Regions from separate parts of the Triticum aestivum genome. Here region 2 is linked to region 1. Evidence: chromatin contacts called from public Hi-C data. All regions are on one chromosome and are shown on one strand. Each heading gives the region's core, a stretch centred on a gene start, on an enhancer-like site or on the middle of the called end of the contact. The rest is flanking DNA. Distances are from core to core; before and after follow the strand shown.

Evidence for each region. A called contact is a pair of places that touch in the nucleus more often than the background predicts.
Region 2: a contact with region 1 is called in a Hi-C map of leaf, with 4 times the contacts expected there. The contact joins the enhancer-like site here to the promoter of LOC123069201 in region 1. A contact is called at or near these places in 2 of 5 Hi-C or Micro-C datasets (both in leaf).

Annotation. Positions count from the first base shown.
Region 1 is chr3B:170,438,629-170,445,985 of IWGSC CS RefSeq v2.1, forward strand. LOC123069201 (ABC transporter D family member 2, chloroplastic) reads left to right here and starts at 4,046. Exons shown (of 10, transcript XM_044491986.1): 1 at 4,046-4,552; 2 at 5,026-5,212; 3 at 5,557-5,624; 4 at 6,216-6,542; 5 at 6,654-6,818. The coding sequence starts at 4,295. LOC123069200 (histone-lysine N-methyltransferase ATX4) reads left to right here. Exons shown (of 22, transcript XM_044491985.1): 12 at 111-256; 13 at 373-477; 14 at 929-993; 15 at 1,292-1,487; 16 at 1,919-2,005; 17 at 2,092-2,151; 18 at 2,227-2,316; 19 at 2,800-2,886; 20 at 3,100-3,174; 21 at 3,254-3,354; 22 at 3,465-3,866. The coding sequence ends at 3,555.
Region 2 is chr3B:171,191,064-171,198,114 of IWGSC CS RefSeq v2.1, forward strand. No RefSeq gene overlaps it. Among protein-coding and RNA genes, the nearest start is that of LOC123069203, 51 kb to the right of the region's middle. Within about 2 kb of position 3,883, at least 1 of the 8 cell types and tissues checked has an H3K27ac peak or open chromatin away from gene starts, as enhancers often do. A contact at or near this core is called in leaf, where this site is marked.

The sequences.
Region 1 (7,357 bases), core at 2,796-5,295:
CTGATTGGTGCACAGTGGTATCTAATATTCTAATGTTTTCTTGTCTTGTTTACGATGTTGTTTACGGATCACTCATGCTGTTAACTTGTACTTCTTGTTGGACCTCCTAGGTGGTGCTCTCAAGCCAACTGATATTGACCAACTGTGGGTTCATGTCATGTGTGCCTGGTATCAGCCTAAAGTCTCCTTTCCTGTTGAGGAGACAATGGAGCCAGCTATGGGCATATTGAGCATCCCTTCTGAGTACTTTAAGAAGGTTAGGATTTTTATCTGGTACTTTTTGCAAGGTTACCTAATGGGTAATTATTGTATGTGCTTCTGTGTTCAATCACCTTACTCTTGGCTTAACTCTGTTTTTTTTGTTAATTCCAGACATGTATCATATGCAAGCAGATGCATGGGGCCTGCACCCAGTGCTACAAGTGTTCTACTTATTATCATGCAATATGTGCATCAAGAGCTGGATATCGCATGGAGGTAGACTGCTTTTGCCACCTTTTTGTAGTGGAAATTGTCATCATAATATGTTTGCATATCCATTTTCTTTAATTTAACCTCCACTCTCTTCTTTTCTTATATGAAAACAGAATGCATGTTATTGGCTATATAATGATTGTCTGAAAGATTATGTTTGAGCATATGCCACTTACCAGCCTGATATTCTTTGCTTCTGTGTATTATTGCTGTGGATTAACAAGTTTTTACCACCAACTTTCATATTTAAGCTACGTCGTGGCAAAAGTTCCCGTGTGCCATTTTTTTTGTGTCGTTGCTCAAATACTCCTAAAGCATGCTGTCTTCAAAGCATAACTTGATACAACTGTTTAAGCGGCGCATTATTTGACGGAAACATTTTCTGGCGTTTGTTCCTTTATTAACTGATTTTAAACATAAACATTAAAGTTATCCTTTTCCTGTACTCTTGCAGTTGCAATACTCTGAAAGAAATGGTAGGAAGATGACAAAAATGGTCTCCTACTGTGCGTTTCACAGGTAATAATTCTCACTTGATTTTTCCTTTTTGGTTAAGTTAAATTCATGAGTGGTTATCTAGAAGAACAATTCTAAGTTGGCTTCACGATTGGTATATATACTTCCTTTTGTGTAATCTTTTGGGATTGATTTTAATACCAATCGAAACCTATTTTTAAGAAAATAATGGCAAATATGGTCCATGGAACTGGCATGATTTTGGAGCAATGTCATTTGCAGAAGTGAAAATGTAACCTGAGGCAGAAATTACCACCAGTAAATGTTACTAATGCATGTTATTCTTTCTTGTCCACTTCAGTACTCCTGACCCAGATAATGTGTTGATAGTGAAGACACCTGATGGAGTGTTCTCCACCAAATTTTTGGTCCAAAACAATGAGAAACAATCTCCTTCAAGACTAGCTAAGATCGCAAATCACCAGGAGGTTTTTCCTGCTGAAATTTCTGACTGCCCAGCTGCAAGGTGCCTACCTTATGAAATGTTGAAAAACAAGGTATTTTCCAATTATCTTTGTTTTCTGCACCCCCCCTGGACCCCCCCCCCCTCATACGCATATCATTGTATTGTCACACGATATAAGAAAAGACAGTGCCGAATGTGTACATGCATAAATCTCTAAGAGATCATACATACTATTCATTCCTACTAATCTTTTGGACCTTACCTTGTGACAATTTTTGTTGCTAGTTCATTTATACTTATTCGGACCATTTTTACATTTTTCCTGTATAATTTCTTTGCCCTTTGTGTGTGCGTGTTCGTGTGTGTTGATTCTGAAAATTGCAGCAGCACTGTTTTGCGTGACATACTGTTATGCCCAACTTAGGTTAATGTTAAATGCAAGTGATGTTAACACCTGTGTAGTTTTAATTTCTGTTAGTTTTGTCAGCAAGTCCTTAGTACTAAGTTATCTGTGTTTTCCAGAAACAACAAGGAGAGGCAGTTGCCCATCGAATAATGGGACCCCGACACCACTCTCAGGATTTGATTGAGGCTTTGAACATGTACATGGTAATTGCCTGGTCCTGAGCATCACCACTCTTTTTTTTTTTACATTTGAATGCTAGAAACATTTATGCATCTTATTCCCTTGTCAGCAGGACCAGAAGGACGACCGACCTTTTGCTACGTTCAAAGAAAGGCTTCAATATTTACAGGTTTACTTTCTGAACGATCGTGGTTCTTAAAAGGCTGTATGAGCAAACCAATAAACATATGTTTGATTATTTCAGAGAACTGAGAATAAGAGGGTCTCTTGTGGTCGATCTGGAGTACATGGATGGGGGCTCTTTGCTGTTACGAAAATTCAGGAGGGGCAAATGGTAATCACCGCAGACATTTTCTTCTTCTTCAACAGTGCTCATAGTAACTACATTATCAAGCACATGCACTGACATACCATTAGTCTGGTCACAAAGCATAATTTAACAGCTACATGTAGCATTTATGGCAGCAATTTGATTAAATGTGCACTGTCTAGATTACAGCAGATAACTTTTGGTTGCTTGATCTCCAATTGGTGAATATACGTGGTTGCATTGAATTATCTCCAACTAATGAATATAATTGGCTGCAATGCTTTATCTCCAATTCATAGATGTAATTGGTTTGTTGTGCATAATTATAGGCATATATACATGTTGAATCGTCAGCATGAACATTTTTAGTACATTTTCTGTCTCACACTAGAGTTCAAAATTTTACCATGAAAATGCTTATGCCTATGTTATTGAAGCACTTATTTAAATACATCCCATTTGTGAGGGATCTGTTATTAATTTGTCAGCTAACCAAACTTGTGCCAGGTGATTGAATATCGTGGGGACCAAGTCAGACGTAGTGTTGCTGATTTGAGGGAAGCACGATATCACAAGGAAAATAAAGACTGCTACGTGAGTTATTTTTATGCTTTCCTTTTTGTATTGTTTTAGTTGGTTCTCTACTTTCAATTATAACGGTTTAACTGGTGTTACTAATCACCGCCATGCAATTTTTTCTTGATGACAATTTGATTAAGTGTAGAACCAACTAGAATTATCACATAAAAACTGTAGTTTGATGTTCTGACGTTGTGATTTTTTTTTTTGCGTTTTGTGCTGCTGCAGCTGTTCAAAATAAGCGAAGATGTCGTGATTGATGCTACGGAGAGAGGAAACATCGCCCGTATAATTAACCACTCGGTAAACCTTCATCATGCTCTCACACCTGCTGCATCTTCTTGAACCAACGAAATGGCAACCAATATACTCGCGTTTGCAGTGCATGCCTAACTGCTACGCGAGGATCGTGAGCGTTGGCGACAACAAGAGCCAGATAATTCTGATTGCCAGGAGAGATGTTTCAGCTGGAGAAGAACTGACGTACTGCTTCATAACCCCTCTCTCTATTCAGTCGCGTTGAGAGTGTACACGACAACCTGCAACCAGTTGATCTTCTTTCTGACCCCTCTGCTTCTTGCTCTGATGCGCAGGTATGACTACAAATTTGACCCGGACGAGTCGGAGGATCGCAAGGTTCCCTGCCTGTGTAAAGCTCCTAACTGCCGTGGATACATGAACTGAAGTGCTCACAAGGACTAACCAACCCCAATTACAGTGGCGAAGCGCCACATTCCCAGATTCATCCAGATTCTTTCATCATCTTGTGCATGGCCGTCAGCATGCAACCTGTCTGTTATTTTTTTAGTCACAGGATTTTGCTAGATAGCGAGGTAGGGCTTCCCAGGCTAGATAAAAGAAAAACAGAACTGGCAGGCACAGCCAGAGCCAGCCAGGCATTGTAAATTCTTCATTGCTGTAATAAATTGATGCTTTCTTCTCTATGAGAAAAAGAAAAGAAGATAAAAGAAAAGGAATCCAAAAGGAAAGAAAATGTCCAGTTGTTGGTGCAATACCATTTCGTGTGACATCTCAGATGTTGAGAAGAGTTTATTTAGTTAATTAATCTTCTCTGTTACCACTGCTGCTGCGTTATGTACGTGCTATATTTCTGTTTTCAGAAGATAGGATGCGTGTGGTGCTGCCGCCACCTCCCCGGCATGTCGTCGTCCCGGAGGTGGGCATGGTCGTTCGGGTGGCTGCAGCTGGGCCACTATCCCTGGGTGGCCAGAATGTCAGTGACCCCTCCGTCTCTCCCGCTGGTGGACTCGAAGCAGCGTGAACCGTAACGTCTCTGCTCCGCCAGTACCGCCTCCCACCTCCGCCGCCGTGGTCCACGACGGGCACGAGCATCTCCGGCCTCGTCGAGGTGTCGGCGTCTCACGGGGAGAGAAGAAAGGATTTTAAAAAGTGGGCGAGGAAGATGCATTTACTCGTCGTGCCCACGTGCTGCCTCTCCTCCACTTCGCCTCATCCGCAACTACCAAAGCTTCCGCGGCCGCTGCCTCGCAGCCTCGGGCACTCCGCGTCGCCGCGCTTCGGCGTCCCCTTCCGCCGGGCCGTGGTGCCCCCCGCCATGCGCCGCCGCGGGCGACGGAGGGCGGCGGCCCCTCCCCCGGCCGCCGCTGCCGCAGGAGAGGCCTCCAGCGACTCCCCTGGTCCTCCAGGAGGCGAGGACAAGGTGATTATGGCTTAGCAACTACCAGTATGGTTTTACTTTGCAGTTCCTACTACTTTTCCGTTCCGGCTTCTGAGCTTTTGGTTTCTACTCCCTCCGTTCCAAAATAGATGACCCAACCTTGTACTAAAGTTAGTACAAAGTTGAGTCATCTATTTTGGAAAGGAGGGAGTACTTAGTAGCTTAATAACAGCTTCAGCGTCCTGCCGCATTGTTAGATTTTGCAATAGCCATACACTCACACAGGGGTTCGCAGTTCAGCGGGTGGATTCGGAGCGATGGGACTATAGCACAATTCAGGAAACCGACCATAAGATCCAGTACAATCTGCATTGTTTTAGCCGTCCATAAGCAAAGTGCCAGTTTGGCTGCCTTGCTATTATGATGTCACTCTGCAAATGCTGGTGCCTCTTGTGCTGGTTTATTGTTTGTTGCGTTGCTAATGAGTGCACATTTCCTTCATCTCATGCTGATAGAGAGCTGGTACAGACCTCAAAACGCTAGCTAGAAGATTCTGGAAAGTTGCCGCGCCTTACTGGTGGTCAGAGGATAAGGCCCAAGCAAGGCTGCAGCTTGCTGGTGTATTTGCGCTCACGCTGGCGACTACAGGGATCAGCGTTGGATTCAACTTTCTGGGCCGTGATTTCTACAACGCCCTCGCCGGTATGTTTCGTCTTCCGTTAAAACTGTTACGAACTGGTAGATTAAATGTTAGTGTTCTGAAATGAAAATTAGGATGGCCAGTGCACGTGATAAAGATTAGGGGGCAGGAGAGGAAGGGATTAATTCTTTTAGTCACACATAAAAATTCTCAAGCTTATTTATAAAGAGGACATGTCTCAGTTGAATCTTTGGGTGTCATCTGCAATGTCCAAAGTAGACAAGAAGTTATGTTTCAGCCTTCAGTATGGGTGTAACCGAAGGTGTCATTTCATATAATTCAAAGTGGATGCGCATCATCTTCTCTTTTTACTGGCTAACACATATTTAGTGGTGTCTATTTCAAGACAAGGACCAGGAACAATTTACGAAGCAACTGCTGTACTACTTGGGAGGTTTCGCTGTAGGAGTTCCGGTGAGCATATTGCTGCCCTTTTTTAGGTATTGCTCTTCAAGATGCTATTTGTAGCACCTTGACATGAATAGTGATAATATCGGATGATGTTACCTTATGAGTAATCTTTTCTCCATCAGTGCACTATCCTGTTTAACAATCTATGACTAGTATTTACAGAGGGGACATAACTGCGGTTTTCTGTGTTAAGTGTCAGTGGTTTGTATATCATGATAGATATCCCTTCCAGGGTTGTCTAGAACCACAATGTTTATATTTCTAGCTGTTTAAGAGGCTGTAGCTAAATTTATTGTTGACGTTTTACCTAAAATCTACCTGGTTATCTTTCCCATTTAGCGAAAGGTCCCGGACTCCCAGTAAAAGTACTAGAGAATTGAACATTTGATCTCTGCACTAGCGGACTAAAGCTGCAAGGATCTTACTCTTGCTACTGGTTCCCAGAAGTGTCTGGAATTGCTATGCTCCTATTAGCATTCATCATTAGGAACTGTATTCGTTACTTTGCTTCTCATGGTTCAGATTCACCAACTAGTGTACCTCATAATAGACTTATGTTCTGATTTGCAATCTCCTGCTTGCACTGCTATACAGTTCTTTGTCTTGAGGGACTATGCAAGAGAAACCCTCTCTTTAAGATGGCGATCTTGGATGACAAGTTATTACATGAAGCGCTACTTTAAGAACAGAACATTCTACAAGATTCAGTCTCAATCACTAATAGACAATCCAGACCAGCGGATCAATGATGATCTAAGTGCATTTACTGGAACTGCGCTTGCATTTTCCCTGACACTTCTCAACGCTGTCGTGGATTTGGTATCATTCAGCAATATCCTTTATGGAATCTATCCGCCATTATTCGTTGTTCTTATTGTTTATTCTCTTGGAGGGACCGCTATTAGTGTCTTCCTTGGTAAGGTAAGGCTTTTACCAGCGTTATTTATCTATAACTTGAATCAAAATAGATATAATTGTTCACATTCTTTCATTATTCATGTAACTAATAGTTGGTCATGCTTGTGTTGACAGAGTTTGGTCAACTTGAACTTCATGCAAGAAAAGAAAGAAGCTGATTTCCGTTACGGGCTTGTCCGTGTTAGAGAAAATGCTGAATCAATTGCCTTTTACGGCGGTGAGGAAAATGAATTGCAACTTCTGTTGGATAGGTTCAGGAGGGCTTACCAAAACCTAAGTGTAAGCATTGCTTATATACCCTGTCTATCGCCTTATATTCCCTTTTGTTTTGCTCCACTTTCCTTGTTTGTTCCGACATTACGAAAGCCACCGTTGGGTCATTTATCAGTAGGTAAGCCTGCTAAGCAGTGGATGGAGCAGAGTGGCGAGCTTGCAATAAACAACAAGCACCCAACAGCTTGTTTGTTTTCAGCACTTATTTATATTTTGTAAAATAATTTTATGATATTTGGATGGGTTTCTCTCAAAATCTTTGGCCTTTTATTTATAATGCATTTCACCAGAAAGCAAAACGCCAGTGGTTTCTAGATCAAGCTTTGCTTGTCTTTGATAATCCTGTAAACTGCTAATCATATTAGTGAATCATGTTGGGTGTAGTTTTATAACATCCAGTGCTGATTTTATGATCTCCTAAAAGATTGTTAACTATGATGATAACTGTGGCAGGTGAAATAAAGTATTACTCCCTCCATTAAAAAATATAAGATGTTTTGGATATTTCAATATGGACTGCATACGGACTGAAATGAGTGAACAGA
Region 2 (7,051 bases), core at 2,633-5,132, 750 kb after region 1:
CAATAGCAATTCATCTTGCTTAACAGATCTTTCCCTGAAAACACAACTAGCAAAACTATCTAGGTGGTCCCTAGAAGCATCAGTTGGTCCATTATAGAAGGTATCAAGTATTTCATTTTTCTTGAGAGGATGATCAGGCAAAGCATTAAGTAATTGGAGAAGCCTCCCCCAAGCTTGTGGGAGACTCTCTTCTTCAATTTGCACAAAGTTAAATATTTCCTTTAAGGCAGCTTGTTTCTTATGAGCAAGGAAATATTTTGCAGAGAAGTAGTAAATCATATCCTGGGGACTACGCACACAACCAGGAGCAAGAGAATTAAACCATATCTTAGCATCACCCTTTAATGAGAAAGGAAACAATTTAAGAATATAGTAATAGCGAATTTTTTTCCTCATGAGCAAATAGGGTGGCTATATCATTCAATTTAGTAAGCTATGCCACAACAGTTTCAGATTCATAACTATGGAAAGGATCAGATTCAACCAAAGTAAGTAACTCGAGATCGACAGAGAATTCATAATCCTTATCAGTAACACAGATAGGTGAAGTAGCAAACTTGGGATCATATTGCATTCTAGCATTCAAAGACTTCTCTTTCAGCTTAGCTAACAATTCTTAAGATCATAGACATTATTGCAAGCAAGAAAGTCTCTAGCAGTTTCTTCATCCATAATATAACCCTCGGGTACAACACACAATTCATTTCTAGGAGGAGAATCATAATCTTTGGTTTCAATAATATCATCAGTTTCAGTAATTTCATTCTCTCTAACCCTAGCAAGTTGTTCATCAAGAAATTCACCTAGTGGCACAGTATTATCAAGCAAAGAAGTAGTATCATCATAAGCATCATGCATAGCAGAAGTGGCATCATCAATAACATGTGACATATCAGAATCAATAGCAGGTTTAGGTGTCGCCAATTTACTCAAAACAGAAGGTGAATCAAGTGCATAGCTAGATGGCAGTTCCTTACCTCCCCTCGTAGTTGAGGGAAAATCTTGGTTCTTTGATCTTTCAAATTCCTCATAGTGATCAATAGATATAAATCCCAAGTGAAGCAGAGAATAGAGCTATGCCCCCTGGCAACGGCGCCATAAAAAGGTCTTGATAACCCACAAGTATAGGGGATCGCAACAGTTTTCGAGGGTAGAGTATTCAACCCAAATTTATTGATTCGACACAAGGGGAGCCAAAGAATATTCTCAAGTATTAGCAGCTGAGTTAACAATTCAACCACACCTAGAAGACTTACTATATGTAGCAAAGTATTTAGTAGCAAAGTAGTATGAAAGTAACGGTAACGGTGGCAAAAGTAATGGTAGTAGTTTTGTAGCAATCGTAACAGTGGCAACGGAAAAGTAACTAAGCAAAGATCAATATGAAACAAGCTCATAGGCAATGGATCAGTGATGGATAATTATGTCGGATGGCATTCATCATGCAATAGTTATAACATAGAGTGCCACAGAACTAGCTCAAATTCATCAATATAATGTAGGCATGTATTCTGAATATAGTCATACGTGTTTATGGAAAAGAACTTGCATGACATCTTTTGTCCTACCCTTCCGTGGCAGCGGGGTCCTATTGGAAACAAAAGGGATATTAAGGCCTCCTTTTAATAGAGTACCGGACCAAAGCATTACCACTTAGTGAATACATGAACTCCTCAAACTACGGTCATCACTGGGAAGTGTCCCGACTATTGTCACTCCAGGGTTGCTAGATCATAACACGATTGTAGGTGACTATAACTTGCAAGATAGGATTAAGAACACAAATATATTCATGAAAACATAAAGGTTTCAGATCTGAAAACATGGCACTCGGGCCCTAGTGACAAGCATTAAGTATAGCAAAGTCATAGCAACATCAATCTTAGAACATAGTGGATACTAGGGATCAAACCCTAATAAAACTAACTCGATTACATGGTAAATCTCATCCAACCCATCACTGTCCATCAAGCCTACGATGGGATTACTCACGCACGGCGGTGAGCATCATGAAATTGGTGATGGAGGATGGTTGATGATGGCGACGACGACGATTTTCCCTCTTCGGAGCCCCGAACAGACTCCAGATCTGCCCTCCCGAGAAAGAACAGGAGGTGGCGGCGGCTCTGTATCGTAAAGCGTGATGAATCCTTCTCTCTGATTTTTTTTCTCGCCGAACATGAATATATGGAGTTGGAGTTGAGGTCGGTGGAGGTCCAGGGGGCCCACAAGACCAGAGGGCGCACCCCAGGGGGTGGGCGCGTCCTCCACCCTTGTGGACAGGGTGTGGGTTCCCTTCGGTTGATTCTTTCGCCAATATTTTTTATTTATTCCAAAAATAATCTCCGTGAAGTTTCAGGTCATTCCGAGAACTTTTATTTCTGCACAAAAATAACACCATGACAATTCTGCTGAAAACAGCGGCAGTCCGGGTTAGTTCCATTCAAATCATGCAAATTAGAGTCCAAACAAGGACAAAAGTGTTTGGAAAAGTAGATACGATGGAAACGTATCACTGTGCGGCGGTGCAGCGGCCGATGGTGCGGTGGTGGTTCCTGCATGACGACGACGCAATTGCTATGCAGGGGTGTGCGGGCCAGTGGAGGTGTGGACTGGCTTTGGCCGGCTGCGTGGGGGTGGTTGTCGAATGCTCCGAGTGCAAGCTTGCCCGTCGCTCGTCGGCCGGCGATGGCGGCGCCCGCGGGCGTCGTTCCTGTTCTTGAAGGCGTCATTGTGGGGTTCTTCGATTCGCTCCACCCTCGGATATGGTTCTTCAGGCGAAAGCTTAGACCGGTCTTGGTCGGGCAACGACGTCGTCCTCACGGCGTTTCCTCCTTTGGGGCGTTGCTTTGAAGACTGGTGATCCTGCTCTGCACTTCCTTTGGGCTGGACGTGCACAACATCACGGTTGGCTAGTGCCCAACGGTGATGCGAGTGGTAGGTGTTACGACTCGTGTGGCGACGATGATGGCGGCGTGCAGAGCTGGGTCGCAGCTTGTCCTTCTGATGTCGGCAATCCGGTTCGCCAATGGATGTGCCTATGCTTGCTCAACAAAATCGGAGTTGCCTGTCCTCGACGTCGGCAGTCGATTGTTTGGCTTTGGCCTTCGAGGTCCTCGTGTGTCGTTTGTTCAACGAGGTCTTGACGGGTCGTCCATAGTGAAGTCGGAATCGCCTGCTCGGGGAGAGGTGACGACGATGACATTGCGGGTAACCTTGACTGTGTCCTCACCTCAACGTCATGTGGGGTCTTGTAGGTGTCAGATCGGCTGTGTGCCTTTTTGTGGGTCTGTTGTAACGGTTTTCGCACAGGTTTCCGTTAATTACCGGACAACTCTCTTCTACTTCTTTTTTTGATAAATCGGGCCTCCTTAAAGGACCGCGTTTCAAAAAAACAACACCCTCGTATCTTTGTTGCTAGCAAGTACTGTAAGACCGCCAAAATTTTAAACGAACTAGGTATGTCTCTGGGTAACATGAACAGCTCGTTCTTTGTAAATTTAGTCTGTGGCATTGCACTGCTGTAGTACTCCATCATAGTAGCCTGCGTGCCTTTCAAACAACAGCACCTTCATCAGATAACCAAAGACTGGACCATGACAAGTCGACAGCTACTCCGTCGATAGCAAGAGCACGACAGGACTTTTTGATGCTTGGTTCGCAGTTGGAACGTTCCTATGTGTCGAAAGCTGCGAGGGCCCAGTCAGCTGCAAGAGCCTTCCCCGGCACGCAACCGGTGAATGAATGAATCAAGGAGCGCTTGATTCATCAGATAGATATAAATCCGAAAGGCATTATTACCTCTGGTGATCCCATCCCATCCCTACTAGGATCAGTCCACATCCGATAATATCCTAGACGAAGTTGCCTGGAGAAAACTACGGGGAAATGTGCGAATGTTGTAAGATAAGGTGAAAGGGATGCTGCTGCCAAGCCAGCTCCTCAATGGTGGAGGACGGAGTCGTGAAGCTGCCATCCACCGCGGTTCTTGCCCATTTTTTCTTTCTATCAAAATTTTTTTTTTTTTTGAGAAACACCGGGTTCTCGCCTGCGTAGAATTTTTCGAGCTCCGTTGGAACTGCGAAGAAAGTGAAGAGGCCTGCCGTTGCACGATTGTACGTACCCTGAAATTCGGGCGACAACCCAAAAGAATAGCCCCGCCATGATGATGATGACTAGGAGTGCGCCTTCGGTGAAAGGCCTCGCCCATTAGCCCGGGGGCATTTCACATAAAATAAAAAAAAATTGTTAGCCCAGGGCCATTTCACATAAAACAAAAAGCAAATTGTTGGCCCAGGGCCATTTCTCATAAAACGAAAAAGAATTTAGCCCGGGGCCATTTCTCAAAAAAAAAAAAATTAGCCCAAGGCTTAACCGGGTGCTCCTATTTGGCGCATAGCACGATGGGTGACGGGCGCCCCTATTTCTTGTGTTCTGCGAGATAGAGGGAGGCATTTCCTATTTGGCGCCACACGCGCCAGTTAACGTGCATTTTCGTTAACTGGCGCCTATGGCGTCCGTAAATGCGCCGGCCCTTCTAGGCGCCGGTTAACATTTTTTATTTAAAAATTCTGTGAACTTTTTTGAATATCTATGAACTTTTTAAAAATTTCAAAGTTTTTTTCAGATTGATGAACTTTTTTTAATATTTATGAACTGTTTTGAAATTTGATGAACAACTTTGTGAAAATGTATGAGCTTTTTTTATTTATGAACTTTTTTAAGTTCAATGAATTTTTTCTAAAAATACATGAATTTTTTTTTAATTTCTATGAACTTTTTTCATATTTCATCAACTTTTTAAAAAGTTAATGAACTTTTTCTAAGTTGGATAAACATTTTTTCAATTTGAATGAAATTATTTTCAAATTGATGAAGTTTTTTCAAAATTGATGAACCTTTTTTAAAAATATGAAAAAAAATTCATAAATGGGTTAACATTTTTTTAATCTGTAAACCTTTTTAGATTTCATATTTTTATTTTCGTAACAAAAAATAAAAAACTGAGGCAGCACGCTACTGGCCGGCCCATGCTAGCAGCGCTGCAGGCGCCGGATTGTTAACCGGCACCTGCAGCGCTGCATCGGAGCTCCCATAGAGGGAACCGGGAACTCCTATTGGACGCTCGTTGCGGCAAGCAGTCGGCGCTTCGCACAGGGCAGGTGCGAGGGAGCGATCGAGTGGGCCGGCCCGTTTAGCGTTACAGCAGACCCCGGTTTTGGAACCTTCTATGATGTTTCCAGCCGGTTTTTTCCGGTTTTGGGAACCTTTTACAAGGTTCCTGAACCGGCTTTTTCTTTTTCAGTTTCTTTTTCGTTTTTCGTTTTTCTATTTCTCTTCTTTTACTTTTTTCTTTTTTTCAGTTTCCTTTTTTCTGTTTCTTTTTTCTTTTCCTTTTTTTCTTTTCAAGTTTATTTTCAAAAAAATCCTAATTTCAATTTTTTTCTGTTTTCCAGATTTTGTTCAAAAATCCAAAAAATGTTCCCATTTCACAAAATTTGTTCATAAATTTAAAAAATGTTCCTGCTTTCAAATTTTTGTTCTGAATTTTCAGACAATGTTCCTATTTTTTCAAAAATTGTTCAAACTATTTTTATTCATTTTTTGACAAATTTGAAAATTAATGGCATGGATTTAAAAAAATGCCTGTTTTCAAAAATTGTTCACAAATTTCAAAAAAATTGTTCACAAATTTCAAAAAAATTGTTCACAAATGTCCTTATTTTTCAAAATTTTGTTCATGTATTAAAAAATGTTCTTCTTTTCCAAAATTTTCAAAAAATGTTCTTATTTTTTAAATCATGTTCAGTTTATGCAGCTGAAAAATGTTCACCTATATAAAAAATGTTCGCACCTTCAAAAAATGTTCGAAGCACTAGGAAAAAGTTTCCGTTTCAACTGTTTGGTCATGTATATAAAAAATGTTCTCCTTTTCACAATTGTTCTCAGTTAAAAGAAATTTGTTCTGAATTTAAAAAGTTGTCCCCATTTTAAAATTTTGTTCACCAATTCCAAAAAAATTGTTCACAAATTTCAAAAATTGTTCTTATTTTCAAATTTTTGTTCATGTATGAAAAAATGTTCTTGTTTTTCAAAAAATGTTCTTAGGTTTTTAAATCATGTTCAGTTTACGCAGCTGAAAAACGTTCACTATATAAAAAATGTTCGCACTTTCAAAAAATGTTCGAAGCACTAGATAAAAGTTTCCGTTTCAACTGTTTGGTCATGTATATAAAAAATGTTCTCCTTTTCAAAATTGTTCTCAGTTAAAAGAAATTTGTTCTGAATTTAAAAATCGGACGCTCGCTGTGGCAAGCAGTCGGCATTTCGCACACAAGCAGCTTGGCTGGCCCGGCCCATATTGCGGGTGCGCCACATTCGTAGGTTAAAAATCGCAAAAAAGGAAAAGGGGTACTGGAATCGAACCCGAGACTTCCTATTGCTAAGCGCGATGAGCTAGCCGCCCCAACTAGCTACTTCTTATGGTAAATTGGCAGCGCGAACCTAAAGAAATTAACTGTAGCGAGAAAACATAAAATCTGAATACGCAAAATTACGATGAACCAACGTGTGAGCGAGGCACCTGTCAACACAAGTAGGTAGCCACTATAGTTTCTAAGATTTCGTGTCAAAAAAGGTAGCCCAACAAATATGAATTATAAACCACGACAAAGGCTATACTTAAAAACAATTCAAACGTGAATTCTTTTGGCAAAAAGTAAATATTTTCTGAAACGCAACCATTTTATAATTTGTGAACAAAAGTTTAAAAATTAGAACATTGTGTGAAAGCGTAAACATTTTTTTGGAATAAAAAAGGAAGAAAACTGAAATTGTGAACATTTTGTTTAAATGCGACCACTTCAAAATTTGTGAACAATCATTTTAAAATTAGAACATTTTCGTAATTTCATTTTTTAATGGACAAATTAATTGAATACGAGAACATTTTTCAAATTTGCGAACACTTTTTTGAAAAAAAGAATAGAATTGAAAACCCAAACATTTCGAATTTTCCAAAACATTTTTCGAAGAGATGAACATTTTTTGA